2 separate regions of the Gossypium hirsutum genome follow, and region 2 is linked to region 1. Evidence: chromatin contacts called from public Hi-C data. All regions are on one chromosome and are shown on one strand. The core of a region is the stretch at or near the end of the contact, and the rest is flanking DNA. Distances in the headings are between cores, read along the strand shown. Region 1 has its middle 23 kb from the start of LOC107962466. Region 2 holds the start of LOC121230367 (probable eukaryotic translation initiation factor 5-1).

Region 1 (2,700 bases), core at 146-2,645:
TTTACTTTTTTGTTGGAAAATATTATCTTGTGGATTCAGGATATCCACAAATGGCAGGTTTTCTAGGTCCATATAGGGGGAATGATATCATTTACCTGATTTTCGCCGAGGTAATCATCGAGTATCTGAAAAAAAAGAAATCTTTAATCATGCTCATTCTTCATTACGCTCTGTAATTGAACGAACATTTGGAATATGGAAAAAAAATGGCCAATATTAAGAGATATTCCAAGTTATTCATTCAACAAGCAAGTTTTAATAGTTATTGCAACAATAGTTTTGCATAATTGCATTCGAAGATATGCTTGGTCAAATAATGAGGATTTTCGACAATTTGAGAATATACCCAACATGCCAACCTCTTCAGGCCATTTTGATAGAGGTGAATCGAGTTCTTCTAATAGTAAAAGTGACCTTGAAATCGCGATGTTAAGGGAAACCATTGCAACTAATTTAATGAATCCATATTTGTAAAAACATTTTGTATCATAACCTAATATCTAGTAATAATGAAACTTGTTATGTCTTATGTTACTTTTTTTTTATTAAAAATCATCCGTTTAGATGCTTCAAAATTTGATCCAAGTATAATGTTACTATTTGTGAAAATAATATTTATCATTGTTATAAAAGAATATTTAACTATAAAAAATTAAAAATAATTATCTTTTTATCTAATAAATAATTTAAATTGATTATATAATTCATTAAAATATTTATAATAAAATATTACAAGATACATTTTAATAATTTTATAAAAGTAAAATAATTTTAACAACTTATATTATATAGCAATTCTAATATGATGTCTTTAATAGCCATTTTTTATTCTTATCTCACCGTTACAATTGCGTTTGAATCCAAACACACACTCCACCATTGTTTCTAATCTCACCGCTACAGTAACTAATCTCACAGCCACCCCTGTTTTTATCCTCACCGGAGGTAAACACACCTCCCATCCAATAAATTATTTTTTATCTATAACAATAAATTTTATCAAATTTGTTACCGACGTTATTCTATTAGTAGTACTCATCGATTCTTGGGCTTTCAACTAACACAGTCTTTTTCTGTTGTTCTTTAACCCTCAGTTTTGTTTAGAGAAACACTTTTAAAAGGTATTGGAGATACCTAAATTTTTTTTGTGAATTGTTTAAGTCATTTAAAAATATTAATTTTGAGTTTGTAACACTTGAAATTAAATATTACATATTTGATGAAGGAATTTTGAAATTTATTTTGTTATATAATTTATTTTTTTATTACACAAATTGAAATTTATTTGAGCTAATTTCTCATTATTCAATTAAAATCCAAATATCAGGATAAACAGCCCAAACCAAAGCCCATAAATCCTCAGCCCATACAACTGTGCCCTAGTTTCTTTTCTTCTCCTTGTCTCTTTTCTTTCAGGCGCACAGCTTCAATTTTTCTTCTTTTCCGGTGCTTTTCTTCTGATCGGCCACCACGACTTCTTCAAAAGCCAATAGCAGTTCCAGTGTGGCCGACTTTCAGGCGTGTCCGAGCAACATATCCTAATTTTCTTTTAAGGGTTGTAAGTATAAAACTGTGTTGACAGTTCATGCTGTTTCTTACATTCTTATAGGGTCTGTATTCTAGTGTATTTCTACTATTATTTCAGAACCATCACATTTCTCTTGCCTTTAATAATGTGTCATAATTCCATTCTGTAGATAACAGATCAGCGATGTGAAATGTTCTATGATTTGAAAAAGTATAAAACTGTGTTGACAGTTCATGCTGTTCCTTACATTTTTAACTATGTGTTATGATGTATGGTTTCTGTGTAGGTCAAACTTCTTAGGCACCATGCTCAAGACTGATGATTTTTAAATCTCTTAGAGCTGGTATATACGTTCATCAATTTTGGAGTAAAAGCACTCTATTCCTTGATTGTATCTGTGGACTTGGTTATTCAGTAATTTCTAGCAGTATGAAAGAAATCAAAGTAAAAGATGCTTCTCCTATGTGTACTCTTGCACCTGATACTGAACCCAGAATCCAACCATCTTCCTCTGTAAGTGAGGACCGTAAGTGTTCATCTATAAGTGTGAAATCTACCCCTGAAATAGAAAAGAAATATGTTCATCATGTTTATGATGCTATTGCCCCCATTTTAGTTCCACCCGCTTTGCCAAGTGGCCGAAGGTCGCTGCTTTCTTGGAATCTTTGCCTACTGGTTCACTTATCTTAGATGCAGGATGTGGAAATGGGAAATATCTAGGTTTAAATTCTCGCTGCTATTTTATAGGATGTGATATAAGTCCTTCCCTTATCAAAATATGTGCTAATAGAGGGCATGAAGTTTTGGTTGCAGATGCTGTTAATCTTCCTTACAGAACTAATTTTGGTGATGCAGCAATCTCTATTGCTGTGTTACATCACTTAAGTACAGAGAATAGGAGAAAGAAAGCGATTGAAGAATTAGTGCGAGTTGTTAAAAAGGGTGGCCTAGTTCTAATAACCGTTTGGGCTGTTGAACAAGAGGATAAGTCATTACTTACCAAATGGACTCCACTTACAGAAAGGTATTTAGAAGAGTGGATAGGACCAGGTAGTCCTCGTGTTCGTGGCTCTTCATCCTTCACTCTAGAAAGCATTCCTGAAACTGAGGAAAATGGTTTGGGTGGGCATCCAAAAGATTCTAGAGTGAGTTTAACTGAGAATATGCAACAA
Region 2 (2,700 bases), core at 188-2,687, 210 kb after region 1:
CATAAAAGATGATTCAAAATTAATGCCCTCCACTTTGACAAACTGTCGACACAGCAGATCAATCTGCCAACTCTGATATTCAACAACAAAATTAATCCAGGAAAATGTTAAAACATATAAAAATCAATAAGTAGAAGTTCGTCAACATTGTCACTTCCAATAAAATCAACAACCAAGAACGGCATTACAATTTCCAATATAACATGTATACATCCAAAAGCATACAAAATCAATATATGCTTAAGTCTTAAAGGTCAAAACCCTATTTTGTATCTTAAATGGCTTCAAATTCTAATATGTGATTAAGATGTTAAAAACATACAGTCAATCCAAGCAAATGTTAAAGCATATAGTCAATCTATAAGCAGTAGACAGCTCATCAACATAAAGTTGATTTCATTAAAATCAACACCTGAAAAAGGAATTACGTTTTCCAATATTGCATATATACATCCAAAAGTAGAAAAACTAAATATCTGATAAAGGTCGAAAGCCTATGATTTCTAAATGCCTTCAGATTCCAATATTTGGTCCTCCAATTGGGGGATATCCACAAAATATTAGTATAAGAAATGATACTATCAAAATTAAGATTAAAATGTGAAAGGAAAAATGATTTGCTATATTAGGGGTAGATTAAAAGAAACAGAAAAAAAAAGGAAACCATAAACCTCCTAATCATATTAATGAGTGTTAAAGACGAGGTAAATTCAACAAAATATTAATGAAAAATTATTAAAAATCACAAAATCAGAATAAATAACTAACATTTTATTCAACGTTAAATAATAAAAAATAGAAAATAAAAAGTCATAGGATTCAACATCCGATCTACAATCATCTAAATAAAAAATTAGAAAATCAAGTTCAGAAATCAGAATATAATGGCTCTGACAAGAACCAAACTACATAGATCGATCATTCTAAGTCAAAACAAATAGGAACTTAAAAAGAAAAATTATAAATAGATCTACAACGAATCAAAAACAGAAAAAATAAGTAAATCCAGCTCTAGAACAAAGACACGAAAGATTAAAATCAACAGATAGGAATAAAATATTATATGAAATCGAACAGATTCATCGATAAGAAAAAAATAAGAACAGTAATTAGAAACAGAAATCATACCTTCTATGAGATGTGGAAAAGAAGGGGAGGAAGAGATTAGATTGGGAATTTGTGAAGAAAAACAGAGGTTGGAACCTTATTTTAGATATAGCGGATTTTGGTTGTGGAGGAAAAGGAGAGAAGCACGCTGCTTTATATATGGTGACGCTTAGGGCAAACTCAGCATCTTTCAACTTTTATTTTTCGAATATATTAATTATATTCTGGAACCGACTTTCTTATGACATTATTACCCTTACTTTTATTTTGTATTTACGGTTTTCTTTTTCTCTTTTTTCTTCCAATTTTTATAATTAATTTGTTGTCCACCCTATTTTTATAATTAATTAATTTTTTAATATTATTTTATAAAAAAACCCTAAAATATATGAAAGTAATTAATCCTATCTTTCATATTTTATGGTTAAATTAATAAAATTTTTGCTCAAATTTTTTTTCTTTATTTAAATAACTACATAATTTGCTTGAGCGAAAATGTAAACTTTCTATATGTTTAATATTTCTAGGAAAATTATCTCATATACCGTTTGAGGAAATTTTTTAAACTTCACAAATGGGTTAATGATATGACAAGTGTATTATAGAGTATAAAAAAACATAAATATAAATCAATGTAATATTTATCGTGTTCTCAATCCATTTGTAGAGTCTAAAAAACTCTACAGATAATATATCAAATAATTATTCTTAATTTAAGTATTATGCGCTTTATTTAAAATATATCTTAAAATTTTATAGACACTATTAAGATTTCAGTAAGTTGAACAAAACAGTACAACATAGTACATAATTTAAACTTATCTAGAAGAGTCAATTTAGAATGTGATGTATTGAGAAAGTCTTGGAATGGGTGGGAAAAATGATTATTAAAGTTTTAAGTAATTGATTTAGTTAGACTTTATTTTACAAAAAAAATTATATAAGTAAATCAACTGACAAAAATTTAATGGAATTTTATATGAAATTTGAATGAAAAATATAATCAGTACATAAAATAAATTATATAATAATATTATTAAAAAATTATTATGTTTGTAAAAAGCTTGCCAACTGCTTTCATAATGCTATAGTTTGTCTTCTTTCCCTTTTTTAAATTTTAAATCCTTTTCTCTCATATAAATATTTGCAAAATGTAATAAAAATTTAAAAGGATTTACGTTAGAAATGTAAGTGTCAGTATCAGTACCATTAATTTTTTTAATATTTTCTTTATAAATCCAAAATGCCCCTTATAGAGTTCATTCTTTAAATGATGGTGGAGTTCCTTTTTGCAATTTCACAAAAAAAAAACTTTTTTCTTTAGTGTAACGGAATATCAAAGGGTGAAAATGGAAATTAAATAACAGAAAAGAAAATCATCAAATATTCAAATTTAAAATTTTAAAAATGGAAAATTTACGTGGCACGCTACAGCGCAAGTAAAATCAAATTGAAGCTTTCAAATTTGCGTGTTTAATTATACTTCTTTCTAAAATAAACGTGTAATTTTGACTCATTTTCTCCTGGATGCACGCATTTAAAATTGTACCAAATAATTATTATAGTTTTTTTAGTTAAATTTTACTTTTAAAA

What was found. A called contact is a pair of places that touch in the nucleus more often than the background predicts.
Region 2: a Hi-C map of leaf shows a contact between it and region 1, with 1.6 times the contacts expected there. The contact joins the promoter of LOC121230367 here to the enhancer-like site in region 1. A contact is called at or near these places in 2 of 34 Hi-C or Micro-C datasets (hypocotyl and leaf).

The regions. Positions count from the first base shown.
Region 1 is chrA06:6,322,301-6,325,000 of Gossypium_hirsutum_v2.1, forward strand. It overlaps the pseudogene LOC107962467. Among protein-coding and RNA genes, the nearest start is that of LOC107962466, 23 kb to the right of the region's middle. Within about 2 kb of position 1,396, at least 7 of the 9 cell types and tissues checked have an H3K27ac peak or open chromatin away from gene starts, as enhancers often do. A contact at or near this core is called in leaf, where this site is marked.
Region 2 is chrA06:6,537,063-6,539,762 of Gossypium_hirsutum_v2.1, forward strand. It overlaps LOC121230367 (probable eukaryotic translation initiation factor 5-1), which reads right to left and starts at 1,438. Exons shown (of 2, transcript XM_041114985.1): 1 at 1,129-1,438; 2 at 1-72.